Linked DNA regions of Mus musculus: regions 2, 3, 4, 5 and 6 are each linked to region 1. Evidence: chromatin contacts called from public Hi-C, HiChIP or PLAC-seq and promoter capture Hi-C data. All regions are on one chromosome and are shown on one strand. The core of a region is the stretch at or near the end of the contact, and the rest is flanking DNA. Distances in the headings are between cores, read along the strand shown.

What was found. Promoter capture Hi-C pulls out the DNA fragments that hold promoters and counts their contacts. A called contact is a pair of places that touch in the nucleus more often than the background predicts. HiChIP or PLAC-seq counts read pairs in DNA pulled down with a chosen protein or histone mark.
Region 2: a contact with region 1 is called in a Hi-C map of cerebral cortex, with 2.4 times the contacts expected there. The contact joins two enhancer-like sites. A contact is called at or near these places in 14 of 39 promoter capture datasets (the 3T3-L1 cell line, cranial neural crest, embryonic stem cells and 7 more), 2 of 15 datasets of contacts at CTCF or cohesin (embryonic stem cells and stem cell-derived epiblast-like cells), 46 of 484 Hi-C or Micro-C datasets (the HL-1 cell line, the N1E-115 cell line, cerebellar granule neurons and 14 more), 17 of 115 datasets of contacts at active chromatin or transcription factors (SST interneurons, astrocytes, cardiomyocytes and 7 more) and 1 of 9 other capture datasets (embryonic stem cells).
Region 3: a contact with region 1 is called in an H3K27ac HiChIP or PLAC-seq map of neural progenitor cells, with 17 times the contacts expected there. The contact joins two enhancer-like sites. A contact is called at or near these places in 6 of 39 promoter capture datasets (cranial neural crest, frontonasal cranial neural crest, liver and 3 more), 13 of 484 Hi-C or Micro-C datasets (the HL-1 cell line, adipose-derived mesenchymal stem cells, cerebral cortex and 5 more) and 5 of 115 datasets of contacts at active chromatin or transcription factors (embryonic basal ganglia, forebrain, neural progenitor cells and 2 more).
Region 4: a contact with region 1 is called in a promoter capture Hi-C map of liver, with 2.8 times the contacts expected there. The contact joins two enhancer-like sites. A contact is called at or near these places in 5 of 39 promoter capture datasets (cranial neural crest, liver, second pharyngeal arch cranial neural crest and 2 more), 5 of 484 Hi-C or Micro-C datasets (all in embryonic stem cells) and 1 of 115 datasets of contacts at active chromatin or transcription factors (embryonic stem cells).
Region 5: a contact with region 1 is called in a Hi-C map of adipose-derived mesenchymal stem cells, with 1.9 times the contacts expected there. The contact joins two enhancer-like sites. A contact is called at or near these places in 8 of 39 promoter capture datasets (the 3T3-L1 cell line, 3T3-L1-derived adipocytes, cranial neural crest and 4 more), 5 of 484 Hi-C or Micro-C datasets (the HL-1 cell line, adipose-derived mesenchymal stem cells, cardiomyocytes and 1 more) and 2 of 115 datasets of contacts at active chromatin or transcription factors (embryonic limb bud and stem cell-derived neural progenitor cells).
Region 6: a contact with region 1 is called in an H3K27ac HiChIP or PLAC-seq map of large pre-B cells, with 9 times the contacts expected there. The contact joins two enhancer-like sites. A contact is called at or near these places in 2 of 115 datasets of contacts at active chromatin or transcription factors (embryonic stem cells and large pre-B cells) and 1 of 9 other capture datasets (embryonic stem cells).

The regions. Positions count from the first base shown.
Region 1 is chr14:100,747,403-100,752,603 of GRCm38.p6, reverse strand. No RefSeq gene overlaps it. Among named protein-coding and RNA genes, the nearest start is that of Gm23538, 10 kb to the left of the region's middle. Within about 2 kb of position 2,278, at least 183 of the 459 cell types and tissues checked have an H3K27ac peak or open chromatin away from gene starts, as enhancers often do. A contact at or near this core is called in SST interneurons, adipose-derived mesenchymal stem cells, cerebral cortex and 8 more, where this site is marked.
Region 2 is chr14:99,942,025-99,947,225 of GRCm38.p6, reverse strand. It overlaps Klf12 (Kruppel-like factor 12), which reads left to right. Exons shown (of 7, transcript NM_010636.3): 5 at 5,130-5,192. Among named protein-coding and RNA genes, the nearest start is that of Gm22970, 170 kb to the right of the region's middle. Within about 2 kb of position 2,310, at least 120 of the 459 cell types and tissues checked have an H3K27ac peak or open chromatin away from gene starts, as enhancers often do. A contact at or near this core is called in SST interneurons, cerebral cortex, embryonic basal ganglia and 5 more, where this site is marked.
Region 3 is chr14:101,377,260-101,382,460 of GRCm38.p6, reverse strand. No RefSeq gene overlaps it. Among named protein-coding and RNA genes, the nearest start is that of Gm34361, 180 kb to the right of the region's middle. Within about 2 kb of position 2,915, at least 39 of the 459 cell types and tissues checked have an H3K27ac peak or open chromatin away from gene starts, as enhancers often do. A contact at or near this core is called in neural progenitor cells, neural stem cells and oligodendrocyte precursor cells, where this site is marked.
Region 4 is chr14:100,168,792-100,173,992 of GRCm38.p6, reverse strand. It overlaps a transcript of Klf12 not described here. Among named protein-coding and RNA genes, the nearest start is that of Klf12, 22 kb to the right of the region's middle. Within about 2 kb of position 3,077, at least 8 of the 459 cell types and tissues checked have an H3K27ac peak or open chromatin away from gene starts, as enhancers often do. A contact at or near this core is called in liver, where this site is marked.
Region 5 is chr14:101,284,785-101,289,985 of GRCm38.p6, reverse strand. No RefSeq gene overlaps it. Among named protein-coding and RNA genes, the nearest start is that of Gm34361, 86 kb to the right of the region's middle. Within about 2 kb of position 1,990, at least 10 of the 459 cell types and tissues checked have an H3K27ac peak or open chromatin away from gene starts, as enhancers often do. A contact at or near this core is called in adipose-derived mesenchymal stem cells, where this site is marked.
Region 6 is chr14:100,208,424-100,213,624 of GRCm38.p6, reverse strand. It overlaps a transcript of Klf12 not described here. Among named protein-coding and RNA genes, the nearest start is that of Klf12, 61 kb to the right of the region's middle. Within about 2 kb of position 2,839, at least 130 of the 459 cell types and tissues checked have an H3K27ac peak or open chromatin away from gene starts, as enhancers often do.

The DNA of each region.
Region 1 (5,201 bases), core at 1,029-3,528:
GCTCATTTCACTCCTAACATGCCAGATGAACCTCGAGTGTTCTCTTTGCTCCCTAGCCACTATAGCGTCTGCTTCTGAGGCACTAGGACTTACTTAGATGAGATTAAACACAAGAGCAGCAAACAGCTTCTGAGACTCCTACGGTGCCTCTCTTTGGGCAGGACCCAGCCTTCTATTGTACAGTCCCTCACACTACAAGTGAAATAATTTTTCATTCTGTCCTAATGTCACCCAGAAATAGGAAACACCAAAGTGTTCCCACCATGGCCTGGGAAGCTGTCATTTGTGCTTTAAACGTGACTCGGATGATGATGGTTTAGTTAAACTTCAAAAACGATTTCATATTTTCAAATATATCTTTATAAGAAAATATACCGGGCGTGGTGGCGCACGCCTTTAATCCCAGCACTCGGGAGGCAGAGACAGGTGGATTTCTGAGTTCGAGGCCAGCCTGGTCTACAAAGTGAGTTCCAGGACAGCCAGGGCTGTACAGAGAAACCCTGTCTCAAAAAAACAAAAAACAAAACAAAACAAAACAAAACACAAAACAAAACAGAACAAAATAAATGTAGTTCTATTACATCTTAAGTACTGATTTGTTTTCCTTTTTGCATTCATCCTACCCATTTCTAATTCTACTAATTGTATTAGGAGCCCAACAGGGCAGAAATAGGCTTCACTTCAGAGGTCATTGTTTGACAGTGAAAACAGTCATTGGAATATTGAAATAGGCCCAAAAATTATTAGAAGCACCAAAGGGGACCATTGTAGCAATTCTAAATTTTCTGCAGATTTCCCCCTCGAAGGTTATAAATACCCTTAGAAAGCCATGCGAATTTTATCACAGCAGCTCAGGGGCAATGTTTACTTCTTTCTCAGCTGAGATATTTCTGTAAACAATAGGTCCTCCTGAGAAAGCCGGATTCCCAATGTGCTTGATAACAGTTTGCTGTTTGTCAAATTGGCAAGTTGGGCAGTGTTCTGCTTTTCTCTCTGACAGGAACTATTGCTTCCTTCCAGGAGAGTGAACCGATTTCAAAGCAAGACAGACAATGAACAAGGGGCTTCACCTACAGAACCTCATAGTGTCTGAGGTCTTTGAAACCTTTAATGTGTCTCCACATATTCCACAGATGAGCATCGATAGTTCAAATTTGCTTGATTAAAAGTAAGAATTGAGGACTGGGCTTCCCTTTGAAAAGATTGCCTGTACGGTTGGGGCTTAGGTATATGTTATTAGTTTCCTTCTGAAGGATATACAATTGATACTTAACTCAAAAGTATGGACAGATGATTATTAATGGTGATTTTAAAATCAAGACTCTAGCTTAGACACTTTCCAAAGCTGGGCTGTTTAATCTGAACAGATGCTTTCTGCAGGAGAGCCGCGAGACATCAATCCAACCTGTTCCTTTTTATGGTCCGTCCCATTATCTGTTCTCCCATAATTTGTATGCACATTTTTGCCTTCGATCTCTCAGCTCGAAAGTCCTCATTCAGACCGTGGCTGGAACAGACAAATCAGGAGGCTTCGGCACACAGGTGCCATTACCTATGATGCATTTGAATCCATGCAAATGTCAAGATGTAGCTGCAGAAAGGTTACCTCCCCACACTGCGGGGGGGAAAATCACTCTGCCAAGTGCCAAACTTTTATGTGCGCTGTCTTTTTCTTAGCCAGTGTGTGAGTGGGGGTGGGGGTGGAGTTGGGGGTGGGTGGAGGGGTCAATCAGGGAAACTGATCCCTAAATTGGTGTCTCCTGAAAAAAGGCAAACTTTATTCAGAAGGTTCAGACCTTCACCTATGGCCAGCATGGGCGGGTTTGTTTTGCGATGGTCCATCTTTGAAGATTAGGACTTTTATCTTGTGTCTGGTAAACAGTTTCAGTCTTAGAATGGACAGTCCTATGCTTGATGCACTCGGCTTGAAAGTCAAGGGCCCCATTTGTCTGGATTCTTCATAGATGTCTGGGATCTTTACCTCTTTTCAGACTCGGAAGACCTTATTTCGAATTATCCCACTCCAGAGGAAAACAGGTGAAGCAGAGGCCCTTTCAGGGGCTCTGCACACAGGGAGGCTGCAGTCTAGAGAGACTCCGAGGAAGTCTCTTTTGCTCCCGCTGCTTTCCGCTATTTTGTTCCGCTCACCAGTTGGGAGGAGAGGTGGGGACACACACGCTGGCTTTCTCTCCAAGGCGCAGCTGAGACCTTTAGGAAATCACTGCGGAGGCAGAAGCGGCAAGGCGCTATTTTTAGCTCCAAATTGATTCAGCTGCAGTCCCTGCTGCCTCTGACTTCATTGCCTCCCGGCCCACCCCTTGCTGTCCTCACTCCCAGCTTCAGCTTGACTTCCTGTGCCGCCCCTTTTTCCACCCCACCCCCCACCCTCCCCACCCCGTGCTGTTAGCTCCCTCCCTCCCTCTCCCTCCAGTCCCGGGCAAGGCTGGGCACGGGCTGGCTGCTAGTAAGTCCAGTTTATAGGGAAAGCTACAAGGACTGATAGTGCCTCAGGCTGTGACATCCCTCAGAGGCTGCAGCTGGCCAAGAGCAGAGCCTCTCCGGGTTCAGCCATCCTCGATTGTTCACCCCTACCCTTGCCCTTGGGACAGAGTTCCAAGAAGAAAGTTCTTCAGTTGCAATGCTGTGCTCCGGAACATCTGCCAAGTGTGTCCCATCTGGCCAAGGTCTACGCTTTCAAACATTATGCTAGGAAGAAAGGGCAGACACTGGGTGGCTTTTCTTCTTCCTCAGGATGTCTGTACAGATGAGCCTGGAAAGGGTCGCTTGCTGAGAGGAAGGGTGAGGAACAAGCAAGGCAGTACAGGCCACCTGCCTTTGTTTGCATGTGGGGTTAGCAGTGACCCCCTTCCTCTGACCCTGAAGGCCAGGGTAATTCCAAAGTCAAGTGGGGGCCTATTCATTTTCTATTTATGACTCCATTTTCTATGTCTAGTAAGTAAGGCAATGGCCCTCAGAAACCCTAGCTGCACTAACATACATTACGAGTAAAAATGTAGATGTCAAACGGGAAGAACATAAGAATGCTTATAAGCTAAGGATTAGATGGTTCCCAAGTCCTTTGTTAATTGTCCAACTAAGACCTCGATGGTGCACAGCCTGGGAAACTTGTGCACTCTGCTTGAGTGGAAAAGAGGCAGCCACTTCCACTCCCGTAATGTGTTAGAATCGAATCTGGCTCTGGCAGCACTAACAAATAGCTGAGCCATCCGTCCTCAGGAGGCCAATTAAACCTAAAGTAACAATGAACACAGAGAAAGGAAATTTATTCAGTGAGGCACACTGGGAAGAGGAACAAAGTCCATCTTCCAGGTCCTGTCATAGGGTGTAGGTTTAAATGGATGGTAGGATATATGCATGATTGGGCAGTCCAAGTCAATGTGTAGGCATGGCACCATTGACCCATCTGCACTACGGTTTGTCATCACTATGAAATCTCTCTCTCTCTCTCTGTGTCTCTCTCTCTCTGTCTCTCTCTCTGTCTCTCTCTCTGTCTCTCTCTCTGTCTCTCTCTCTGTCTCTCTCTCTGTCTCTCTCTCTCTCTGTCTCTCTCTCTCTCTGTCTCTCTCTCTCTCTGTCTCTCTCTCTCTCTGTCTCTCTCTCTCTCTGTCTCTCTCTCTGTCTCTCTCTGTGTCTCTCTCTGTCTCTCTCTGTTTCTCTCTCTGTCTCTCTCTCTCTGTCTCTCTCTCTCTGTCTCTCTCTCTCTGTGTCTCTCTCTCTCTGTCTCTCTCTCTCTGTCTCTCTCTCTCTGTCTCTCTCTCTCTGTCTCTCTCTCTCTGTCTCTCTCTCTCTGTCTCTCTCTCTCTGTGTCTCTCTCTCTCTGTCTCTCTCTGACTGTCCTGGAACTCACTTTGTAGACCAAGCTGGCCTTGAACTCAGAAATCTACCTGCCTCTGCCTCCCAAGTGCTGGGATTAAAGGCATGCGCCACCACCGCCCTCCTTGAAATCTCTTCTTGGAAGACAAGTTTCTCCTCCCAGCACCAGATTCCTGAGGAAACTCCCAGAGGCCATCATTTCAACAGCTGGTAACAAAAGAGAGATTCACACTTGTCTCTCCTTAGAATGTTTAAATGTCTGCCAATACAAAAGTGGTGGTAATCTCTCAGTAAAGACCTTTGAATAAAATAGCTGGTGTTCTAGGGATGCTGATGCAAATAGGACCCTCACTAGGAGTGTGTGCATCCCTAAGATTTATGTATTGAAACAGAATCATCACTACAAACAGTTAGGAGAGGTGGCCTTAGTAAGTAAGCAACGGACTCATGGCAGCAAAGCCTTCATGAATGGGATTAGCAGGGAAATGAGTTCATCATTTGTTTCTCTCTGCCCAAGTGAACACTCCATCTTTGTCCCCTCTTCAGGATGCATCATCAAGGAACCTCCTTAGAAGCAGAAAGAAAGTAGCAATCACAGAACCTTCTCATTCTTTTGACACAGGACACCAAACCTGTCCATTGCCTTGACCTTGGACTTCTAGCCTCTAGTACAGTAAGAAATAAACTCTGGTTGTTTATAATTCCCCAGTTTATGATATTTTGTTATAGCAAGACAAATGGACTAAGGTGCTACCAGATAGAGCATGTCTCTTAATAGAGAAGATAAGATATGAGCAAGCAAATGAAACATGGTAGGTAAGAAAACTAGGAGGATGTCCAAATAGGAGCACAAAGGTTGGTTTCAAGGATGAAATGATCTGTGTATTAGATAAGAACAAGTTGCTGGTTTTAGATGTAGAATGATAAAGGCATTAAGCATTCTAGGTCTCTGTTGGGCACGACTGCCATTTCTGGCCACTTGTATCCATTTATGATTAGACTTAAATCAACTAAACCAAATTTAAAACTCAGTTCCTTAGTCACTGTTGTCAAAACTCAATACTCAGTGGCAACTTGGGGCTAGCAGCTGCCATACTGGATGGCACAGGTTCATAACTGCAGAACATGCTAGTAGACAGATCCACTCTAGAGAGAGCATCCTGAAGAAGGGCACCATGCTAGCAGAACTTAGGAAACATTCAATAAACAAAAAACAAAGAAGCAACAACAAAAAACACTAAGTGAGGTGGGACCTCTGGTGCTGAGGAGAAATGAAAGAAAGTTGTTGAAATGAAGGGGCCAGAGGCTATAGATGACCAAATGTAAGCCTCAGACATGCCGTGTGACTTAGAGGTACTGGGCCACAC
Region 2 (5,201 bases), core at 1,061-3,560, 810 kb after region 1:
CCTTCACATAGGAGAGGATGTCAAAAAAGGCTCTAAAAGAAAGATTAAAAAATATGTTAACATGTTGACAACATATATATGGATAATAGTATCAAAATGGAATCAACTGTTCTTTATACTAACTAGAGAAAGTGGTGTGTATGTGTGTAAAATTTCTTCTTTTGCTTAGACGGTTGACAGCATAAACCATGGACTCACACCAACACATGAAACACCTACTTATGATATGACTCATACACTTTGATATATGGCATTTGTAATGCTCGTAAATCACTTCACTTAATGCTTGCATCCTCTTTATTTGTCCAGGTGTAGCATGTATCTATTAACATACCATCTGGACTAGCCTGAATACTCATGAGAACTTGTTCCTGATGCTTTGAGTCTAAGAAAAAGCAAAGCCAATGATTATTTCTAAATTATCTTTCATATGTTTTGCATAAAAACATGCTGATACTTAATAATAACTGTGGGTTTATTTCTAAGTCCTTGACAAGTGAATTATTTTGCAGTAAAGTGAATACTTAAAAGGACTCTGGGGCCATTTGCGTAGTTTGTAGGTAAAGGTGTTGGCTTATACATAATAGAGGAATCAGACAATGCAATAGCAAGTATTTATGTGTGCTAATTTCTGAGTTATTAAATACCTAATGATGCTAGAAGAGTGATGTCCTATAGAAACTTTCCTTGGTCTGTGAAGTAGTTTATTCTGACTCTTTCAGTAGGATGCAATGTCCTGACACAGAGCCTGAGAGCCAGAGAGACAGTGGGTTTGTTGTTGTTATTGCTGTTGGATTGTCTATTTGGTTTTCTGATAACCTTGGTGTGTGAAGTTTATCCTGCTTTTGTCAATAGAAAGCCATCTCTCTTACATGGGACAGCCTTGTGTGTCATAGTGCTATTTCTTGAGATGCCTCCTTTGTTCCTGTCCCCACAGAGACAGCATAGGACTGAGAAACCCTGGTCTGATTGAGGCCTGAAAGGGACAAAGTAAGGGTTGGAAGTAGGTAATCTCTTTTCTTATCCATCACCAGGAATTGTGGACTGGAAGGCACTCATACCATAAAAGATAAGTTAGAAAAAAGCATGGCACACTGATTCCATCTAAGACTTGTATGCTAGGGGAGACATTGGAAAGATCAGCTGAGAGACTCTCAGGTAATTGCTTACTTTTATGCTTAGGTTTCATGCCACATGGACAGCTAGCTCTTTGGAAATGTGATCAGGTGACATGATGTGATCAAAGGGTGACAAATTGGCAGAAGGAAACCCAGTAAGAAATGGCTGTTCTGATTATTATGTAGGTGGTAAGATGGCGAGGGGAGCCATGTTCGAAATGTTTTCAGTTAATAACAGAATAAGCATCAACATGGGGAGAGAAAAAGGACATAAAGTGAACCCTAAACACACTTGTGGCTGAAAGGCCAAGCCAAAGAGAAGCAGAAAAGCTTAGAAGATGGTCCACACTTTTTGAGACAAGAGAGCTGCCGAGAGAAGAGTGACAAATTACGATAGTGTGGGATGTGAAGGTTGAAAATTAACACCAGATTGGAAAACAGGGGTGGTATGGATGTCTATGGGCAGGAGACTTAGTAAAGGAGACTTTAGTTGCATGGTGCTATGTGCTTCAGTGGAGCTGGGTGGTACCTTAGTGGTAGGGTACTTGAAGAGCATGTCTGTTAGATCCTGCGTTCAAACCCAGTACGGATAAAAGCATTTAAATTGTTTGTTTGTTTGTTTGTTTGTTCTAAGCACAAGTAGCAGTCATATACTCTAAAGTAACTTTAACAGTATAATTCATACATAAATCAGTGGTGTGGACAGTAAGAATCGCAATTAGATGTTATTCGCTGTGCATTGAGCATCACTATCAGATGTCATGGTATGCACTGAGCATGGTTGTATGTGATAGACATTGATGTCACTGGCAGCACTGTAGTTTTGCTTACAGCAATATCATAGGGACATGGGACACTAGGTGACTAGACAATGGGATTGTTTCAGTCCTCTTACAAACGCTCGAGGCTGTGGTCCTCTGTGTGTTTCCCATAACTGTAACAATGTCCCTTGGACAGATGCGGATACTGAGATCTGGGTAGATATTGTGACTTGCCTTAGAATGCACTGTTGCTAGCTGGCAACGCTTTGGGTTAATCCCAGGAAAGGCGGCTAGACAGTCTGCACCCCACATTTCTTTGTGTCAGTTCTCCTTGATGTCATAAGTGGCCGCACAGTATGTGGGTGAGATAGTGTCCCCACCCCCAGAAACTCATCAGTGCTTCATAGCTTGTGTCTAGGACCGAGACTCCACATGCCACCTCTTACTGCCAGTCATTCGTGTCGCCTCCTGGAGGCACTGAAGAGCAGAGCCGTCAGTCTCCTAACTCTTAACAGTCATTATGACACAGAATCTGAGAAGCAGGTTCAGTCCTCGCACCCATAGAAGGGAGAATTATTTTTACATTAAGATATCAAAGAGGTTCAAACATAGCAAGAAAGTGAAAAAGAAGAAAAGCTCAGAATCAAGTGAAATCGTAACATGCCTGGAGCCCCAGATGAGTCAGTGTGTATAAATAGAACAACTGGTGTACAGGGCCCTGGTGGTGCGCCGGGCCTCTTCTGTGTGATGTAAATCACCCCGCGTGAGCAGTAATATCCCACATAGCAATCAGTATCTGTAGAGTGCATTGTCAGATCCGCTGTGTTACACAACACCAAGATCATTCCCTCGCTTCTGCCTGGAGTGTCCCTTTTCTTTTCATATCCAGCAGTTAGCACTAAGGCCTGAAACCCTTAGTTACAGAACAAAGTGGCTCAGGAGTAATGGAGCCTGTGTGAGGCTCCAAGAAGAATAATGAACGTGCCCAGCAAGCTTCCTGCCTAGATGCAGGTGCAGAAATCAGGGGATCATGAATAATGCATGACATGCAGATTAGACGGTAGTTTGTGCTACTGGGTTTTTGACTCTGCTACCTGCCTGGCTGCTGTATGTGGGGAAAAGGCAGATAGCAGAGGGGCTGCCATTTAAAATGGAGCTCACCCAAACTCTGGCATGTGCATGTCCTTTTGAAGGAGTAAAATTTTAAGTGATAGCTGACATGTAAGAGTTGTGATCTGAATTTTTGGATGAAGTAGACTCAGAGGAAGAAGATACTTGCCCGTTCCTCGTTTGAGTTTAAGAAATGTTAGAATTATTTGGTCATACAGATAATCAGAATCAGTTTTCTGCTTTTGTTTCTCGCCCCCCCCCCCCAAACCATGATGGAAATTGTGTATTTATAGAATTTGGTCTAGGATCACCGAATTTTTTTCTCAAAGATACCAATGTCTAGAAGGCTTTATACTTACGGAGTAGTGAACCCAAGCCTCCCTCCCTCATGTTCCCATGAGATGTGAAGTGGGCAGCCATGATGCCAGATACTGTGATCATTCAACTTCAGCTGGAGGTGACCATGAGGACGACAGGGTTTCTCTGTACTTTTGGGCTTCAGGATTGCAGTAAAGGGGATAAAGGCTTGAAGGACTTGGTGAGTAGTGGAGAGCTGAATCCTTGAAGCAAATGACCTCTGAAAATACACTTAACTCTTGGGACCAAGACGTCAGCGAGGCTCTAGAGAGGAAATTCACTGTGAGTATGCTATTTCAAGAAAGCAGGGCAGAATGGCTTTTGCTACCTTCTAGGTAACTCTTGTCTCCCTCGGATGTATCTCCATACATGAGAAAGATAAGTATGTGTATCTTGAGGGGCTGGAGTATAAACCGGCTTTCATTCTCGCTGACTCTGTCATTTCCGCCAGGGCCCCAGTTTGGACAGCTGCCAAGACCAACAGGTGATCCTTGTGGCTGCAGATCAGCAGGAAGTGGGGCTGTGCTTGAATAAGGCAGTTCAGCGAGGGGCTGTCTGGCCTCCCTCCATCTTTCTGCATAATTATCACCCCCTTCCCCCATGCAGAGCAGAAAATCTGTGCTGAGCAGCTCAGCTGCAGCCACCATCAAGAAGCCTAGGAGAAGAAGCGTGTTAATAATGCTCGAGGAATCAAGTAGGAAGTACAGGCCAGCTCGAGGCTTGGGAAAGATGCAGAAAAGGCTGGCCTGGCATGCCCTGTCTGTTTTGATGTGATTTTCACTGAACAGCAACAAGGGGCCGGGGTTCAAAGGGACCCCAGACTTTGGTTTTAAGGGAGTCTTAAGGCCAATTAAGGTAATTTTGTTTCTTTCCTTCATCCTTCCCTGACTTCCTCCCCTTCTGTTTTCCTCCCTCCCTGTAAATAAAAGTAATGTGTGGGTGTGGAGACTGGTGAAGAGGACTCAAGCTGAAAGCATGACTAGATCTCATGAACCCTAGGTAAGCATCCTAAGCCAGCAAGAGAGAAGGCAGCCACAAGGCAGCTGAAGTAGGCCATAGGGTTTCCCAGCTGGTAACTGGGAAGAGAAGGATAGGGCCGCTGGCTCCAAGTTAGAGAATACCAGTAGTTCCTGGATGCTTTGAACTCAAACCCTGCATGACTCAACCCCGGAAGATTAGGAAGCTATATATTGACGTCTATTACATGGCTAGCACTTTGAATTCACTTTGCCTTCCGGATCTCAAACACAAACATAGATTCCAGAAAGCCTGTCTCCTGGAAATAACTGTCTCTCCTCCCATCCCATCCTGTCCACACAAACCCTGTTTCTGGATGTGTGGGTGAAGTCCTGCTGTTTTTGTAACTTTTACATTTAGAAATTGACCCAAAGAATGGCCACTTCATTGTCTCTTTGTGCAGTTTCCATGGGAACGGACATAAGAGGGCTCACTGAGGACAGGTACCACGCCCTCTGAATATTATATGCACTCTTACCCCCCAGGCAATAATTACATCTTCAGTAGCTGTTTCTTCTGCTAAAGAGTACATCTGTTCAATGAAATTCTTGGTTCTGCAGTTAATGTGTGGCACCTTGGTACCTCGGGAGAGATAAAGAACAAAGCAGGCCCTGGAATTTAATTAATTGCACCTGTTTATTAAGAGTTGGTCAAGTTCACAGGGAGAACAAAGGAAGCAATCCTAAGAAAGTTCACTGATTAAGCAGACTGTGTGCAGCGAGGAATGTGTTTTCTCAATGACTGACTTACTCTGGTCTGTTGACAGGGTACATCCATCCCCGGTATCCAGGGTCCGAGGAAATCGAATGAATAACCAGAAGTTTGCTTGGTGAGTATG
Region 3 (5,201 bases), core at 1,666-4,165, 630 kb before region 1:
TTACCAACCGAGCCCTCTCTCCAGCCATCACTCTCTTATATTCACCTCCTGTACTCATGTTCTTTCTGTTCATAAACAGAGCCCTGGTTTTCCTTTCTTTGGAACTCTACTTCTCAGTCTTATTAGCAACTGAAGAATCTCCACAATCTCTCTCCAGATCCAAATGAGCTGCTGTCAGATGGGGCACAGAATAGACAGAGGAACTAGGGGGCATTGCATTCGTATTTCCATTTTTGGTGTAAGTTTGAGCATTTGCCAGAGTATCTTTGTCTTCTTTCTTGGCTAGTGTCCTGGTTGGCTTTCACTGTCAACTTGCCTACAGCCATCTGAGAGGGACTGCTCTAAATCAGATTGGTCTGTGGTCTCGTCTCTGGGGAATTGTCTTGATGTTTAACTAATACAGGAGTGACCAGACCACTGTGCAAAGCTAGCAGAGCATGAGCCTACAAGGGAGCCAGCTTGCAAGCAGCCTCCCCTGTGGTTCCTGCTGTACATTGGATGAGAAGTAAGTTACCTGGCTAATGGTCCTCTTGCTTGGAACAGCAAGCAGGCCTGCCTTCATATTCCTGCCTTGACTTCCCTCACTGATAAACCGTAACTTGAATGATGATATAAACGCTCTCCTCCCATAATCTTTCTTTCATGTTTTATCACAGCCATAAAATACATACTAGAACAAGTAATACTGCCACAAAGGTGGCCACAGCAAGACAAATATGTATAGCAAGGAATGCAAGAATCTGAGCTTTGCAGCCATCTCAAGTTCAGTATGCAGCCACATCACTTTGTTACTTCGGATAAGCAAATTAACACTGCTGTGTTTTATTTTATTCTTAGATTAAGAGAGATAATGTGTCATCATAAGGTTATTATTTAGATTACGTAAGAATCTTGGATGAAGGTATGTGGTGGGATGTTCAGTCTGAGCCTATTTGTGTCACAGCTACCAGAAGTCAAAAACTCATTAGAACTCTGGTTGTCCTCTTATGGCTTAATGGTACTTCTAAATTACCCAAGCGTAGCACCATACTTTCATGCTGGAATGGGCCAGGTTCTAGGGAGGAACTCTTGAGCATTATCACATCACTACAATAGTACAGAGAAGGGAAGGTAATTGGACCAGAAGATACTGACTCCAGGCAAAAATTAGGTATGAGTCATTTCTGGAGATCTATGTTTCTTGCTCCAGAAGTCATGTTGATACTAGTATTAACTATTTATGAATGTGCTCATTACAGTTTTTCCACATTTAGGGCTTCTACATTCAAAATATTTGGGCATCTGAAGGTAAGCAAAGAATCAGCAATTTCAAAAGCGAGTCATTTATACCCATGGAGTTCAAAATGAGATTAAAAGAAAAAATACCCGAGGAGCCTAAACCAGAGAGCTGGAACATCCCGTGTGTAGCAGCCCAGGCAGGCAGGTATCCACCATCATTCAGGAACAGAGCTCAGGGATCAACAATTACAAAAGAACCCGGTGCCTATGAGTACCTAGACCTGCATGGCTCTGGAACTGATGTGATTGGGTGACAGGAAATGAAAGACAGTAGAGCCACATACAGAAAAGCTAAGATGGGGGAGCCTGTGCACTCTGATGGAGTGCTAGTCTGTGTACTGGATGCTATCTGCAGAGATCTCTTGCTCAAGTCGTGCACTCCTGCATCTGAGATGGTCACCTAAGTCATCACTGAAGTGGGATGCTTTCTGCGCTCTCCTATGAAGTATGGACTTAACTTAGAAATTGAGGGAGGCTACACTGTGAAGAGCGAGGAGCCACTTTGAGCTTGTCTTCTCTGAAGTTCTGAACTAAGATTTTAATCCTAAGAGATAACCAAGAATATGCAGAACCTACTGCAGGCTTTTCTGAAAACAGCCATCAAGCCCTTTGAAAACATTTTTCTTTTTTCTAGTTGAGATCATCATCACTAGCATCGTCGTCGACGTCGTTGTCGTCGTCTTCATCACCATCATCATCATCATCTAAGGCTTCCATCCTTTTGAAATGGATGCTAAAGTCTGTGGTGGTCACGGAAAACCTAGCCTTAGAGACATACTCCTGGGACTTTGCTGAGAAGCAGGGTGGGTGAGACAGTCAACTTCCGGCGTCCCAAGGAAGGCCCTCTGGGGAAGAGCACACTCTGCAGACACTTTGGGAAGCACTGTGTTCTACATGTAGCCCCCTCAGGCTAGGTCACAGTGTTTTCTGTCACTGGAAACCTCACGGAGAGTGCTATCAGGTCTTGCTATTTCGATTTGATAGAGAGGGAACTCTTTCTAACTAGGATCTTGTAGTGAGTTATGGTTTTGCTATGCTAACCCTTTGAAACGGACAACCCCGTGTTCTTTGAATTCCTTGGGGGAAATTCTAGGATCCATTGAGAGGTAAAAAGGTCCCAATTCTCCTCAGAAAGCACGAGGACGGTAAGGTGAGGGACCACCAAATGATTCTATGCTGCTGGCTAGGGGGAAACCACAGCGGAAAACCAGCCCTTCCTGCAGAGTCTCTACAGTGGAATGGAGGTGTGGTGGGTAGTCCCGGGAGATGGGGGTGTCCAGACCCCTCTGCCTTTGTTTCAGGTCACTCTATGAGCCTCTTGGCATTTAGCAACCTTAGTCAGAGGAGCTGAGGGCATAGAGAAGTGCCCTGCTTGAGCCTTACCAAATAGCTAAATCCAAGTAGGTTCCCAGGCTACTCCACCCGCCCCCTACTACTGCGTTCTTTTCCCAGAATGTTTACAGTTTCTTTCCTTTGTGTATTCTCCTTAAGGTTAACTGGGGAAGGAGAGCTAATGGAGGGGTAAGAAGCTCGTGCAATTTGTCATTTCTTTTTGGAGCTGTAGGGCTATAAATGAAGCAGGACTGCTCCCAGGAACAGAGCGGGAGACTAAAGGACGTTCTTTGTTCCAGTCGCCAGTAGATGGCGCTCCGCTTCCGCTCAGCCATCCGTCCAGTCCAGCTTTGCCACCCATTGGTGGGGTTCTGAGGTCCAAACCGGTGTCACCAGCGCAGGCAAGAGGCAAATATTAAAGCTAGCATTCCCTGCATTTTTTGAGAAAGAAAGCCTTTGTGTTTCGGTTGACTCCAGAGTCTCGGGAGATGTGCCTGGGAACTCCCTCTGCCGCTGAACTCATCACAGTGGCCTTTTATTCACTTAGAAAATGCTTTCCCCGGATCCCAGCTCAATTACCTTTTGTCTCCCCTCTGTTCTAATGCTCTGGTAGGATGCATGAAAAACAAAGCAAGGTTAGACATTTTCTATCTCTCCTACAATGGTTTACTTTCCTTGTTTCCAGAACCAAATGGAATGAGTGGTCTCAAAGCCCCAATCCGTGTGCAGGCATGCGTATATACAAACCGATATGAGTAGTGTCGCGTCTGGTCCACGTTTACTTTGTCCGAAAGGAAATATATAAATAAACACAAATAAGCAAAACTTTCTTTCCTTTGGGTAAAATGTCTGACAAGGTTTTCACTACTTGGCTCAAAGTGTGTGTTTATTTGTCACTTCAGAGGTCCAGTATCTGAAAAACTATTCAGAATGATGGTTAATCAATCCAACAACTAGCTACTGACTAGGAGGATGGAGAAAGCCTTTTATTCTGTGTTGTGGGGGATGCAGAGATAAGTGCTTAATGCCAAAGAATTCACCACCCAGTCTTAGAAAAATCGCTGTGGGCAGGTAAAGCATTGAGGGCAAGCATCGAGGGCATGCGTGTTAGCGTGCGACTCTAGGCTGCAACTGTGGGCTGCTGTATTATAGTCACTGGAGATTGAGATCTGAGAGGCTGTTCTACTCATTCAGAGCACCGTATCTAGCAGTGAATACAGGATAGTTTGGTTGCCTCAAAGCCTCGCCATGCTTGATTTGAGCTGTACTATGCTATACTGATAAAGATGCGAATTAATTCCCCAAAGGATGAAATTTACCTTAGGTCAGCAGGATAATCTGCCTTTCTAAAGCACCTCTCCATGTGTTACCTCAGGGAGAACACTCTGCAAATATTTTACATTGTGATTATGTTCAACAAAATATAAGCAAGAGATGAACACATCGATATTGAAGACTTCAGCGTGGCCAGAACCCAGAATGCCAAACTCCTTATTGTTACTGCGGCTATATGTTCTTCCCTTGCAGAATATATTTAGTAGATTTGGATGGAAAGGGACAATTTCTCCAATGGGAAGAAAGTGCAGAGTCTCTCTCTCTCTCTCTCTCTCTCTCTCTCTCTCTCTCTCTCTCTCTCTCTCTCTCTCTCTCTCTCTCTCTCTCCTCTCTGAATTTGGAGAGCGAGGAGAAGGGGCGGGGGAATCTTCCAGAGGTCTTGGTCTGTTGCGATATCCTTGCCAATCCTTCAATTACTGTATTTCTTTCATGAGAAATTGTTATTAGAATGCACTCACCCTTTTAGGGAGCTGTGAATGTGGTTATAATTGCTTGTTTCTGAGATAATTCGCCTGACAGCAGAGCCCTGGAAAAGTTACTTGAACAAACGGAACAAGGGCATTAGCCTTGGCTATGTCGGCTGCGAGGATGCGGCACCAGTCTGGGCTGTACCAACCTGGGCTGTGTCGGCTGCGAGGATACAGGGGAGCCATGGTGGTCACGGGAAACACAGCTAGAAATTCCTCTGTTTCAGTGTGTGAGGACCACTTGGGTTTTGATATTTCCTGGAGGAGGGAACTTGAACTACATGAGGTCTTGGTGGGTTCAGTTGCAGTCGCTGATAATGAGTGGACTGTCTAGTTGATCCCATTTTCCCCCATCCTCCTTCTTGGGAGGCTACGTGGATCCAGATTCAAACTCACTTGAATCATCTCACTTCTGCAGGAGCAAGGGAGGGGGAAAGAGGATGGCAAAAGGTTGATTGATTTCAGGCATTTAATCAATGAAAAAAATTTTTAACATCTGTATTATTGGTGCTGCTGATAGTCTTTGATGTCATTGATCAAAGAGTTGTGCTAATTCATTACAAACTGACATAAAACGACATGTTTTTAGCTCCTGGGGAGTAAATAGGATACACTTTGTCTTAAAAGTTTAAACTCTCGAGATCAGCATACTATGATAGTATTTTCCCCCTGCCTCTAAACTTTTGGCTCATTTTATTTTCTTAAAAAAAAAGATTGTAGAAACCTCCCAATGATGCCTGTTTATCGGCACCGTAACCAAACACTGGTAATCAGAAATTCCATTGGCTA
Region 4 (5,201 bases), core at 1,828-4,327, 580 kb after region 1:
TTCCTTCCAGTGGGAGGGCATGCTGAGCTGCTAGGATATCATGTCCCATGCCCTTCTAGAACATTCGGAAAGTATAAGTAACACTTGAGTAGTCACCCAAACGTTCCAGAGCTGACAAGAACTCTACATGGGGAAGAAGCCTTGACAATTATTTATTTAGTTTTTAGAACGAAAACTAATTTAAGGAGTTCTTGTCTCCTCTGCAACCTACATCTTAAGACTTTTTCTTAGAAAAAGAAAATCATTTCAGTCATGTGGTTGGAAACAATCTGCATCCCCTGTCCTGTTTTAAATCAGGTGATTTCGGGGTTTCCTTGATGATAAATTATTGATTTCAATGTGAGTCCTCAAAAGAATCGAGAGAGACAACTGGCGCTTCAGGAAGAAATGCCAGGTTTTGTTGTACGAATTTATGTTGCTCGTGCACAGCGGCAATAATGCACAAGGCAGGTAAATCTGGAGTTTAGAGTGTAAGGCTTCTTTGTCCTCAAGGATGTTTTGAATGCGAAGGTCAGGAGCATACAGTCCATGTAATGAAGCTGCTGATGTGTAACCTATGGCGTGTTCTGCATGCATGACTGTTTATAATAAAAATCGGCGATTTCATAAATGGGAATAGAGTCTTCATCTTGTTTTGATGTAACTCTGAAGCAGAGGTCGTCAGGTGCAGTGGCCTAGCCTCTTCCTCATCCTTGCCTGCTCCGTCCTCACTTGAGTCCCTCTCCTCATTTGATGACACTTTCTACCTCCTGTCACACTTAGATTCATAGCTTCCTAAGTCAATCAACTACAGCATTCAAATTAGGATACTATGGGTTCATTACAGGTGTGCAGACTGCTGGCTTCCTTCGGCAATTGGAAACGATATGAAAAAGGGGAGAGTATTGGGCTAGTCATCAAGTAAATTCAAGCCTGGCTTAGGACCCAAGGGAGTCCCAGATGTGAGAGTTCAGAGAATCATTTTAAAGAGGAGCCATGGAGAACAATCCAGATTTAAGAAAATAACATTCTTTTTTTCAGATTTATTTTATTTTTTATCTGTAGCATTATTTTGTCTGTGTGTGTGTGTGTGTGTGTGTGTGTGTGTGCAAAGCATGTGTGTGCCTGTTGCCTGCTGAGGTCATAAAAAGGCATCCAATCTCCTAAAAATCAGTTATAGGCAGTTGTGAGCTATCATTTTGTTTTGGGGATTGAATTTGTTTCCTCTGGAAGAGCAGCCAGTGGTCTTGCTCACTGAGCCATCTCTTGGGCCTGGGGACCAGTGACATTTGAAAGGCCTTTCTGGCAGTCATGGAAAGTAAGTTTGAATGTGCTTTATTGTGTCACTTCTTGTTGAGACTTCATAGATTTGGACACATGAGTAAGTTGCTTACTTCTGGGAACAGCTCTATTTATCTGGTTTGCTAAGAGTGGTCGGGTAACAACTACCTGCTTCTACAGTGTCTATTTGAGTTAGGGAGGCTACTTTGTAAGAGCTTGTATGTTTGACGGCAGTGGTTACATGTTCTCTATGGAGAACATAGGATGACTAATGAATATTGCGATGTGGTGTGGGGTGCGAAATTCCTTAAGCACACATATAGTCTCTTCCTCCTTTTATGTATTATGAACATTACGTACTGTGTCAATCACTTTGTATCCTTAGAAGAACACCCAAGGACAGTCAAAGGAGAAATATTGAGTAATATGGAGAAGTTGATAGAGGGAATGAAATGTTTGACATTTTGGAATTAGGAGGATTGTCTGGCTGGGGTTTCTGAACAGATCTGTAATGTAATATTCCTGGCTGTATTCAGGTTAATGATGTATACTGCCCAGTGCATTTCCCATTAGCACTGAAGTGGCTGTGCGATGCAGAATTGGCTTCGTTTTATTTTATCAATTGTAGCACAGCTATGCCCCAGGATTTAACAGTGAACCCGGGACTGGATGCTGGGTTCTATTTTGGGCCCTCTGGGACTCGTTTGGTTTTAATAGGCTATGAGGATTATGGAAAGTCCTTGACACTTCTGTCCAGGCATGGCTGTGCATGAATGAGCCTGATTTGGAAGACACATGTACCACTTCTGAGACCACTTTGTAAGAGTTTTCAAAGAACTAATGATTGATAATCTAGTGAGATAAAAATCAGGTACCAGCAAGCATCCAATACATTCTGTACAATTATAGCTCTCCAAGGGGGCAGAAGACTGCATTAAACTAACAGTACATGTTATGATATGTTTATATCCAGATACATTAAATGCTAGATTAAACAAGAAAACATGCCTTTTGAGATGTCAGTGGACAGAGTAGACATATCAGTAAGGGCTTCTACACAAACTCCAAGAGGAGGCTGGGGAGATTCCTAATATGTGGTACAGTGAGTTTAAATGTGGGTCCTTGATCAAAATTGTCCAATAAAAATGTAAGTCGAACAGGTTAAATAAGTCTCTAATTGCCTCATTAAAAACACAAAACAAAATGGAATCTCATCTCAATGCCGTAGTACATTTATTCTAGCCAGACAGATTACAGTTTCTACATGCTATTAGCAGAAATAAAACACCTACAATTATATTTTGTACAAGATTCTTGAAATTGGAATTCTTGCAGAGCAATGTCATGGATCTGGCCACATTACCAGTGCTCTGTGGACACCTTGGCTACTGAAGTAGCCACTGGTAGTAAATCAGCCCGTCTTTACGGCTCTCATCAAATTTTCCAGGCCTGTGATTCAGACATTTTTAGCATTTGAACAAAATCTGCTGATGTGCTCTCTGAAATATGGCAATTTAAAAAAAAAAATGGAGACTGGATTTAAGTGGAAAGGGAAGGAAGGAATTGAAGTGTCTGATTCAGTGAAGGAAAGATTGAAGTTTATAGTGAAAGTAATCAAGGCTTGATTCGCTTGTTAAGGAAACCAAATGATTATCTCCAGGAGGCCATGAAACAGAGTGCAGAAGTCACGCAAAATCAAGGCTAATTCTGGGATACTTTAAATTAGTTAACATAAACTCAAACTCTTCATGAGCCAGGTGCCCTGGTGGGTGGCTTTCCAGAGGGACCTTTTCCCTTGTGTGTTTAATTGATTTCTACCACTTGGATGTGAAAACATGTGAGCCAATCTTCTGTGACTTCTCTTTCTCTGTGGGAGTGGGACGAGTTAGTCCACATTTTCTAGAAATAGCATGATCATTTTCCTTTCTACAGTGAGCACGGTTTAAGCAGGGGACAGGCTTGGTTGGTTTTCTTTTCTGATCTTATATGTTGGCAGTGCCTGTGGCCTAGTAGTATTCTTAGTACCATGTTTTAAAGACCAAATAAGTGAGAGGAGCTTTACCAAACGCTTCTGGCAAGTATCAGTGCTTCCATTCTTCAGACATGGCGGCCTCACTGTGAAGCACGTATTAATTTATCCACTTTGTGGATGGGGAACAATTAAAATTGACATGGACTGTGAGTAGGGACACGGAACTTGGCAGTAGACAGAAGGGATGTTTAATTCAGCCCGAAAGAAGGCCAGAGCTGACTCAGTATCCAGAGACCAACAAAGTGTAAGCAAATGTAATAACCTCTGATGAGCTCTGCTCTGAAAAACCAAGGCATCGCCCTTCCGTACTGTGTGAATCCGTGCACTTGGGGAGTTTACATATGGAGGTGTTGGCATTTCCTTGGGAGTTCTACAGTAGTGTTCTGCGGAGAGCCCCATTGCAAACAATAAACACTACCTCTCCCTTACACACTTACACATATACCCTTTGCTCAGTATGCAGAGACATGCTGCACAGACAGAAACAAAATTAGACCTTGCTGGTTCCTGGTGCTCAGAACGGGCTCCTCAGCAGGGATCAAGGTCTAATCCTTGGTTCAGGCAAGGACCTCCATCATTTGAGGGCCCTGTCGCAACCACTGAGATCTGCCACACCTGTAACTGTATTCATGTGTTATTCATGTTATCAGAATGTTATATATTATAGTGTATTCATTTGTTATTCATGCTAACAGTCCTGTATACCTCAGTGACATCTAGTTGGGATCTGGGTGTGGCTGACAAGGAGAGTGCTTGCAGTAGTGCACAAGGCTCTGGGTTTAGTACCCAGGACTGCCAATCACTCACTCACTCACTCTCACTCGCTCATCAGTCATCAATGGTCCAGTTATTCAGAAGCATACAACTTCTGAACATAAAAGTGCAGTCTTTCATTTGTTTCTTTAGTTGCATTCTCTTTTCTCACCTGGCCCGGCCAGTGCCCTAACCATCAGACACACCACACTGATGAGGCTCAGAGCCTTCAGCTGCCAGTGAGAAGCAGGGTGGGTCGCAGGAAGAGAGGATGCACTTTGGGATCAGGCAGAAAACAAGCAACTTGGAATGTGTGCTCTGAGGTTTGAGAGCTGTCAAATTCTATTCCTTCACCCTTGAAGTGGAGGTTAATATCCCTTCTTCACAAGGTTACCAGGAGGATTACTTAAGATAATTCGCATAAAGCACTCACCACGCTGCCTGGCAAGGGCCTGATTTATGGATTGCGTTTTTACTGCTGAGACACTATTGTAAACAATAAACTGCTTTAAATCACCCAGGACAACGTGACATACATGTCTTGAGCTGCTTCAAGTGGCTGTGGTAAAAAACGGTCGGGAATGCAATTATTTACAGTTCGAAATAAACTCTGCAATACTGGTGCACTTTATTGAACTGGGTAGGAAAGGAATCCCTGCCATCCGAATTCCCCAAGACCAGTGGTGTCTCCTGCACCGCTTTACAGGGTAGTTCAGCCACTGCTGTATTCTCAGGCTTTTCTGGGACATAAGGATGGCATTTCCCTCCATGGCCCCCATTTTTATGTGCTCACAGTGCCAATATGGGAAAGGTAAGGAGGCATGATGGTTGTCTGTTGGCTCAATACTTAACGCATGATATTTCTCTCCAGAGCTGGTTGGGAGCTACTGAAAATGATGTGTCAAATTTCATGAATTCATCCATGTAGAATTGGAATTTAAATACTCTGCTGACCAATGTTAATTTATTTCAACTCATTGCATGTTCCTTATCGACTTGTGCATTTAGAAAGAATGTGGCACCAGAGTCCATACTTTGTAATGGAAGAAGGAGAGAAGGCCTCATACCCCTTTATTTCATAGGAAGTTGAGACCCAGAAAGTTTAACTTGATCACTTATACATGAATGACTATGGAGGAATAGCCGTATTTCTTAC
Region 5 (5,201 bases), core at 741-3,240, 540 kb before region 1:
TGGTACTAGTAGCAGCTGAGGCATTTATTTTTTCTCTTTTTGACCAAGGGGCTCAATAAAGAAACATATGAAGCCAGGGCGTTGGTTAGTTCTAAACCAGAGAGAGGAGCCAGGAAGAGGCAGCATCGTCTTCTACATCTGGGTTGAAGCCAGTGCTCACATCTGTGGAGGGAAATGAATACATTCGCTAAAGAAAGGTAGTCAGTACAGCTTGGAGCTCAACACCAGAGGCCATGTCTCTGTTTCTCTGTTGTACCCGTGTATCAGCATTGAAGGAAAGGAGAACTTATCCCTTCCTTTTCTAAAAGAATCTCAGATCTAAACTACCCTGATTTCTTGTATTCTATAGGGGCTTCCCCCAACAATGCAGATTCACCTCTGTATTGTTTTAGGAAACAAACTTAGGTTTTTAATTATGTCTGTTTCTTTTATTTTGAAATGATAATACAACTATAGCACTCCTCTCTTTCCTTTTCTCTCTTCAAACTATCTCATATGCCCCCTTGCTCTATTCCTAATTCACAGCCATTTTTCATTAACTATTTTTATGTGGATATGTGTATATACACATATGTCAAACTTAGTTTTTAATATCTGATTTATCAAGAATGAGTTCACTTTGAAGAGTATTAAATAAAAAACCCACAACAAACTCCATAGAAGAGTGGTTCTCAACCTTCCTAATGTTGTGACCCTTTAAATACAGTTTCTCATGTTGTAGTGACCTTCAAACATAAAATTATTTCAGCTGCTACTTAATAACTGACATTTTACTACTTTTATGGATTATAATATGAATATTTTTTGGAGCTAGATGTTTACTGGAGCTAGATATCTGATCTAATGCCACAGAACTCCCAGAGAAATGTTTCCACAAATGTTTCTGTAATTTTTAGAAAGTTTTTTAAAAAGTCTTTTCTTTTTAAAATATGGTGCTAAATGATGAATTCGCAGTTGAGTTGCACACACAATAGAGATACATAACAATTACAAATTAGGCCAAATGATGCACCTCATGTTATTATTCTAGCTTGCAGAACACTGAGGCAGGAAGATCATGAATGTCATGAATTCCAGCTAAACCTTGGCTAAACGAGGCATCTCTTAGAAATATTAAAATTAAATTTCTGAATGTAAAGTTGCAAGGCAAAGTAGAATCCAAATGTCAACAAGTCTATGTGGCAAAACACATAACACATAAATGCAATATGTGCTAATAATGACAATAAGGACTAAGATACCCAACAGTAGAGCCGATGAAATAAATTATGTAAATTAACAAAATAAAAATTGAAATAATCATTTAAACTATGGCACCATAGGGCTAAAGAGATGGCTCAGTTGTTAAGTGTGCTGACTTTTTTCCCAGAGGACCTGAGTTTTGTTCCCACCACCCATGCTTAGAGGCTCACAACCCGTAGCTTCAGTTCCAAGAAACCTCTTCTAGCCTCTGTAGCCATCCGTGGACAAGTGGAATAAACTCACATACATGTACAGATAAAAATGTTAAATCTCTAAAATACAGAGTACTGTATGGAACAGAGAATGATGTTAATGATATCGATGAGTGAGAAAGTAGTCACACAGTACACTGTAAGAATGATAAATGGATTTCTATTTGTCTTAAAGGTTAAATGAGTAGTAAGGGTGACATTTTGGAAGGTCAAATAATAAAGCATATATAATGATCACCTTTTCATGGTAATATTTTAAAATACTGCTCTAATTTATCTACCATGAACTTGCATTCCTTATGAAAAACTGACAAGAATCATATTAAAGGGTTCCAAGCATACTGAGATACACTGCCTGTGTCAGCAGGCTTTGCTCTCCACTTCTATTTTCGTTTTATGAATCACCATTGAAAATATTTTTAAACAGATGCCTTTGGAATCCACATTCAATTTTCCAGCTCCTTGGGGGCATAAGTTGATACTGAAAGTTTCTGTGGGTAGATTATACTTGTATGGAATACATGGAATTTGGCTGTCCTCATGAATCACAGATCAGAAGAAAATGATACAGGGACTAGTTGTATCTAAGCACCACTTAGGGCTACATCCAGCAGCATTGCTCACGATGATTACATGACGTCTCTGGCCTTGATCTCCTCGCTGTGCCATGCATGTGATGACAGAGTTTCATGCCAGGAGCAATCTGGGAAATGACTCCTAGAATCAATTCTATATATAAAAAAAATGTGCTGGGACAGTTTGACTGCTTTCTCTCCATGCTCCTCTGGTCTGTCGTTGGTGTTCTAAATAGGAATCTATTGGACCAGTTCTTTGTCTTCCATAGCTTTCACTATTTTTTATCCCATAGAGGAATATGGTACTGTGTTTAATGAACCATTGATCTGGGCTTCACACCTGGGTTCCAGTCCTGGCACCATTACTAGTTGATATGTAACCTTGAGCAAATTGAGCAGCTTTTTGTTTTTCAGTGTCTGCAGCTTTAAGATAGATTGATGCTACTAGTTGTCACGTTGAATGATGAAGAGGATCAAGTGGCATAATGCAGAAAGAAGTTAAGACAATGGGCTGGGGATGTAGCTCAATTGATAGAGTAGAGAAGTCCTTTTTTCAATCACCAGCACCACACATATCAGATGTAGTGCTGCATGCCTATAATCTCGGCACTTGGGGGTGGGGGGAGAATCAAAAGTTCATGGTCATCTTCAGCTACAAAGAAAGTTGGAGGCTGGCCTGGGATCCCTGAGACTCTGTATAAAAATAAACAACGTCCAACTAACCAACCAGACAGATAGACAAACATAACACATAATACATACATACATACATACATACATACATACATACATACATACATACACACACACACTCACAAACACACACACACACACCCTACCCACAAATTGTTAAAACGGTGATTATTACAGAATAAATACTCAATAAATATTTATCATTGTCATGACCACAGTGTTCCTAAGTTGCCCAACATTTCCAAGTTGGAAGACATCTTTGGATAGGGGAACAGAAAGTGAAGATTACATCTCTTGGGCTCTAACTCTGTGATAGTCAGCTATGATAACTCAGCTGCGAGTCAACAGTATTTTCTATTCTCCAAAGGACGACACTGAGGCTAGCCATGTCCTGTCTTTTCCAGTCCATCTATACCCTGTCTCTAAATGACTCCCTCTTAATCACGTTCCAAAATTCACAGCTGAAGGTCCCACCAATCCTTCTACTTACCTTTACTGTATTGTATCTGCCACTCTAAGGGCTATTTGAAGAGCCCAAATAAGCAGCATGTGGTAAGACATGCCTGGAGTAATTCTGTAGCATTTTACCAGAGTTCTTATGAACAGCTTTTGTTTCCTATTGGAGATCAGCCCCATCTGGAACTTCATGTCATCTTGATTTTAGGTGCTACCTTTCATGCATCTCATGATAGAAGCTTTTCAGAAGTATTCACCCCCCCCCATTTTAATATTCAGTTCTGCCTGTACTTCCAGCCCAAATGACTACTGAATGTGGGCCTCTTGCCTTTTCCCCTCAATGACCACACTTTGCTTTGTCTACTCATAGGCATTAACAACAACAACAGCAACAACAGCAACAACAACAATAAAACTACCTGCTTATCTGAGACTCGGCCCTAATGGTTATTGGATTCTTTAATGTGGTACACGCCAAGGCACATCTTGGATGTTCCTGATGGAGCGTCTCCACATCATCATTATCTTCCCTATATTAGCTCTGTCAGGCCTATAGGTCCTTTCATATATCGAAATCTCACCAAAATAAAAAACTCTGTATCTGAAGTCTACTCATGTCAAAACAGTCTTAATCTGTTAGTATCCTGGTCCTGGCCAGTAGGGTTTTCTCATACTCCATCCTATGAGGACAGATGTAGGTTCTGTCACGGACCTGAGTTCCACTGTCATAGAAATCTTTTATCACTGTACTTGTGAGAGCCTCAGCATTTATCCCTATGGGAATGGGGTCTAATGATCCTTTCCAGTTAGGTGCCAAAGCTGGGATGAACATGTTCCACTTTGAAATGATATATTTATAAAGTTGCACTGACTTCTCAAACCTTTATGTTTAAATCTTTTCTAGCTGATGTCAAAGAGATAAAGACGCCTTCAGAAAACAGGATGAACTGAACAGAAAAGTCAATTCTTCAACGGTGGTAGAAAATGACATTATTTGAAATTCTCTTGCCTGGTTCCCATAAAACTGAAAAGAGGCAAAAATAACCTCTTATTTGCATATAAAACAGCTGCATAAAATTGGTCTGTAGCTTATCTTATGTGATAAACACAAGTGAAAGAGAAAATATACATTGGTATGTGTAGCTTATGTTGAACTCTTATTAAATTCAAATTATCCATTTTCATTCAGGAAAAACCTCTCAACTAATAAAAAACTGTAGCCATTTTGTTTGCCAAAATGTTCTCCAAGTTCAGGTAGGAGGCAGCTACTTCTCTGTATTTATACAGACAATTGGTTACATTGAAAAGCAAAATATTTGATTAAATAGTATTTCTTAGCCTGTTGGGAAGTGTCATTCTGAGAAAGTGCCATAGTTTGGGGCATTGGTAAATACTAATTTGAGGAAAGCTTTGAAATCAGAATCTCTTGCATGACTGGACGATGTTTCTTAAGTGATAATTAAAAGATATTGTTTAGTAGAAGTTATATTAAGTATTTTTTTGTTTCTAGAATTATCATTCTTGAGCATTACATCCTGTACACATCAATGTGCACACGTGCACAACTTGGAAATAGCTAGCATAAGTTTTACAGTGCACACATAAACACGCATCCAGAATAACCAGAAAACAGCTCACCGAAAACAAAATGAAACGAAACAAAACAAAACAACCTCACTCCAGGAGCAACCACTGTACCCCTGCCTTGAAGGTGCCTGTTTGGTAATGGCCAGGACTGTAAAATTTGAATTGCATAAATATGTTTTGCTTGTTTTTAATGCTTATAATCATAAAAATATTATATAAAATATTATTTGTTTTTGTTTCTGGTTACATTTTCTGGTGATGGGATTGAATTTTCCAATGTAATTGTACAGTTTTTTGAGAATTTTTTGTAGTAATAAACCAGTATGTGCTTTATAGTAGTATATTATATGAATTTATCACAATAATTTTTGTTCTATTATTGATGATGTTTGAGTTGTCTCAAATACATATATATACTTATATGTATTTATACATG
Region 6 (5,201 bases), core at 1,590-4,089, 540 kb after region 1:
CACTGTGTGAATGACTTTATTTTTTGATTGATTTTCAGGGTTCACATTCACCACATGTCTTTGTTGGCCTCTGGAGCTCTTACCTCATCTTCAGGATTACTCTGAATCTCACGAGGTTTTCCCCAAACCGTAGCAAAGGCTTCCTGATGATTTTCATCCGTGAACTGGTTGCTCTTCTCTTTGCTTTGACCAAATTCCTTACAAGAAGCACCCTGTAGAAAGAAGGGTACCGGTTTATATTTTAAGAAGGGATACAGCCCAGCGTAGCAGGCAAGGCATGGAGGTGGGGATAGATGAGGATTGGTCAGAGAGGATCCAAAGTCAGGCAGCAGCAGGAAATGATTGCTGGTGTTCAGCGTGCTTTCTCTTCACTCTGAAAACCCAGCCCACTGAATGGTGCCACCCACTCTCAGGGTGGGGCTTCCTTGCTCAGTCTGGAAACTCTCAGAGACACACCCAGAAACTCGTTTCCAGGGCGATTCTAAATCTAGAATAAAGAATATTGCAAACCGAGCATCACAATAGATTAATATAAAAAGATTTCAAGGGCTGGGAACCGCACATTCAGTAGAATGCCTGCCAAGCAACCATGTTCTCTGTAGTTGTGATCTACGGCATCAGCAGAAAGAGATGGGTGTGGTGGACTGCATTTGTAACCCTAAGATGGCAAGGACACAAGTCTCCAGAGCTTGACGGACAGTGGTGTAGCCAGATGGCTAGCTCTAGGCTCAGGGAGAGAGCTTTTGTAAATGAAATGTAGAGGACAGAGAAGAAGACCTGCCTTGGGCTTACACACATACTATGATGGTATCTGTCACAGTGTTAAATCCATGTAGCTGTACAATATTTATCTAAAGAGAGGACTGAGTGAATTTCTTTGTACCTGGGTGCACTTGTATATGCACATATGTGTATGTGAAGGCCAGAGGTGAACCTCAGGTGACAATAGGAGCCATTTCTCTTATTTCTTGAGACAGGTTCTCTTATTGGCCTGTGGCTCACTGAGTAGGCTTGGCTGACTGGCCAGTAAGCCCCTCTCCTCCTTCCAGTGTTGAGGATCTATGCCTGGGATTTTTTTTAATATATGAGTTCTTGCCATTAAACACAGGCTGTACTTTACTGACGGGGCCATCTCTTTGCAGCTCTTAAAGACCATTTTCATATCTATTTTGCCCTTGGAGACAGCCATCATCATTTTTGCTGCACATGAGATAGTCAGCAGGTGCTTGTGCAATGAACACACCATTGTAGGACATTTTAAAATTTTTTCTATCATGTAGATGCTTTCCTGTTCACTGGAAAGTTCTCTGCGATGTATAGGTCGGGGGGGGGGGGGAGTGGTTTTAAGAGGATACCACTGTAGATGCTAAGGCACCCAGAAGAGTGGAGAGGGATGGAGGTGGGTGGGCTGGAGGACAGGGTCAGTGCCTTTCTTCCACTCTTAGGGGCAGTGGTTGTACCTTTCAGCGCAGCCGTCTTTAGCCAGTGAGCCACATTATTTCATTAGCTCCGTATCCCCAGAGTCATATGGGAGTCTTTTCTGAGTATAAATCTCATGTCCATCGGGCACTGGAGCAGTTAATCTAAATGCGCTCTTGGACTCAAAGTGCAGCACTGAGTTATGATTCTGGAACAGAAGAAAAACCTTCTTTTTCATAGAAGAAAAAGCATCTTCCTAATGCATGGTAAATTATAGGAGGAAGTGAAAAACTCCAAGGGAAAACTCAAAACGCTCACATAAGATTTGGGTATTTGGTTGAGAAATATACTGTTTTGTGGCATGAATGCTTTATGTCCATTTTCTCTTGAATTTCACAGTTTCTCTGAGCTAGCTCTGATGAGGGAAAATCATCTTCCACAGCGCTCTCTCATCTCACTGTGGTTAGTACTGGTCGTGTTTTACCTTGGTGCTCTGTGTTGGCATCTTCACTTGTAGCCAGAATAAACACACGAAATGAGATGTTCAAAATTGTGGCTGATCATCAAGTATCACTGAGATTTGGGGGGAGGTATTTGCTCCTTAATACACGAAACACTATTGGGTTATGTAAGGTTAGCTTACCCAGTAGTTTTAATGTCCTTGAAGTTTCACCTCAGAAATTATAATACAGTCAGTGTTGGCTTCCAGTGACCTCTTTTTAGCTTGAGCCTTTTAAAGGCATTTGGAGAAATCTGCATGAAGTTCCGTGCTGAATTGAACCTCAGAAAGGAAATGTCTTTCAGAGTCAAAATGAAACCAAGTATTCATATTAGGGGGTAGAAGGAAAGGAACAAATAAAAAAGAAGAAACCCTCCCCACAGGAGCAGGCAGTGCTTGCCTTCTGCCAACTGGCCCGTTTGTGAGAACTAGTGAAGTCATCAAGGCTGAGCTATTTTAATCCTGACACGGCGGGTGCGCAGAGGCAGCTGGAGGTGCTGTACAGAGGAAGCGCAGAGACATTTTCAGAGGCAGAAAATTTCCCTGCTGACTGACAGCATCCCTGTTTCACACCTAGTGCCTCTGGCACCACTGAGAAACTGGAGGGCTTGTGTAATGGCCCAGGCTGGAAGAGGGTAGACTGGATCTATACGCAGCCCTTAAAGGAGACCTCTAGCTTCTTCCCCATTGGGACTGGTCCTGTCCACCTTGATAAGATACATGGGCTGTAAACATGTATAGTTTACATGTTTACATGATAGTTCGAAGCAGAAGACAAATTGTTACAAGTTGAGGCAGGATCTCTGGTGTCCTACGCTGGCCTGACCTTACTATATAGCTGAAAAATGTCCTTTGCCTTCTAATGCTCCTGCTTCTGTCTCGCAAGTGCAAGGATTGCAACCACAAAGCACCACGCTTAGTTTTCACAGTACTGGTCATCAAACCTTGTCCATGCCAGGGCAGCACACTGCCAAAGGAACCATGCCCTTAGAATAAAACATTTTGAGTTTTTCCTTTTCTTTGTCTTACTGTCTTTTGAACCACAAAAGGTCAGAAGTTCAAGGGCTGTACTTTGCTGACCCAACAGTGTAGGAGACAATGAGCAAATTTAAAAAAAAAAAAACACACACACACATGCACACACATATCATATATGCTACACATAGACACACACACACATACACCAAATTGACTATCATGATGGACAGTGAATCACTTCACAAGAAACCATTAGTAGGAAGAAATATCAGAAACTTGCTTTTAAATCCTTATTAAAAATATCTCTTATTTTTCAAAAAAAATTGGTAACTTGAAATGTATTTTAATTTTCTATGAGCTCTGCCTGTGGGCTTTGTCATTACCAATCTTTAAGAAAAAAAATGTAAATAAATATTTGATGGATTACAGATTTCTCTGCCGGGTGCTGTTTTAACCGCTGGTGACAAGATCTAAAACTGTAGGCACAGCTTCTTCATCCCTTTAGAGACTCAGAAAAAAAATGTCCAGAAACGTCAACCAAACAGAGATAAATTTAGAGATAATGAGATTGGGTTCTGAGTGTAAGACGTTAACTCCTTTCCAGCCCCGCCCACCCGCCGAGGGAAGTGTTTCTGTTGTAGAGGCAGGGGGTGCCCTCCCAGGAGACACTTCCTAGAATAAAGAATGCAGCATGCTGTCTGTCCTTCAGCAGCAGTACACTCAGCTGCCGGGGCTCTGCCCTGATTCTGCAATGAATCCAGGGATAAGAAGCTACCTTTTGTGTTGGAAACAGGACGGCCATCATCTCAGACAACTGTGGTGATTCCGAAGGCACTTTCGTTCTGAGTAGCGAGCCCTAGGACCTGACAACTCAAAACCAACCCCTCAAATTAAGTACAGTTTATTTCCTATGAAAGATTGTATAGTCTTCATTTTTGCTGATTAAAATCTATACTTAGAAAGACAGGACCTTTCCATTTCTTTCTTTCTTCTTTTTTTTTAAGTGATCACCATCTTAACGCTGTAATACAAAGTCAAGGTGTGAATGGGCATGTGGTCTTGGTAGCTGTGGTGCTGATGTACAGTAAGGTACATTCACAGTATTGTAATCTTTATTTGGCTTCCTTTGAACCAGCCTGGTAGATACAGTACAGATGTACAGCACAGTAGATTCACTATAGTGTAATCTTTACAGCTTCCTTTGAACTAGCCCCAAAACATTTACTCAATTGGTCACCAATTGGTTCTGGACAGAAAGAAATGGCTAGGGTTTGGGGGGTATTCTCAGTTTCTGCAGTAATGCATTATATGACTGATTCCAAGGTAGCACATGGGGCGTTGACAATTACAGACGAAGAAACTGAGAGCCCAGGGCATCTGCTCATCTTCTTACCCAGAGTCCAAACATCATGGGAATTTGATTCAATGAATTCTATTGAAGACTGTTTAGTAACTGGCTGGTCACTTTGTTGGGGAAAATTGGAAAAAGCTTAATGACATCCTCTTTTCCTGGTGTTTATAAGGTTCCTGTAAATCCTGGTTCTTGCTGAAGTCATTAAAAACCAGGATCTAGAACCATGAGTCTATCATGGAACCCCTCTCCACTCTCGTTGCTGTGTGAATGGGACAAGATGCTCAGCCCCCTGGTTTGTAGGATGTACATCATGACATCACTCACCCAAAGCACCCTTGAGAGGTTTGGCAGGAAGAGGTCTGAGACCCTTGATGTGATTCATGGTCTGTAAAAAGAAGCAACTCAGTGTGAACTGCTGCTCCAATGAGTGGAGTTCCTTCTTTTATTTCATGGGATTCAGGACTTCTTTGCATATATCTCTTGTTGCATATAACCTTGTACTCTGTTTCTATGTGTGCGAAGTTCCCTATGGATTCTTTAAAAGATATGAACATTAGGGACGTTCCTTTATACCCTTTTATGTACTGCTGGACTTGTAATCCTCCTGCCACTGTGCCTCTGATTTACTCTGTGCCAGGCATCACCATCCACTGAACTTTTTCCTTGGACGGCTTTTCTTTTCTTCTCTCCCCTCCTCCTCTCTTCTCCTCCCCTTCCTTCCTTCCCTCCCTCCTTCCCTTCCTTTCCCTTCCCTCCCCTTCTCTTCCTACTTATCTCCCCTCCCCTTCCCCTCTCCTCTGCTCCTCTCCCCTCATCTTCCCTTCCCTCTTTACTTTTCTTCTATCCCCTTCCCCTTCCTGTCTTCCCCTTCTCTTCCCATCTTTCTCTTCTTCCCCTTCATCCCTCTCCGCTTGTTTTGGAGACAGAGTCTCACATAGCTAAGGCCGGCCT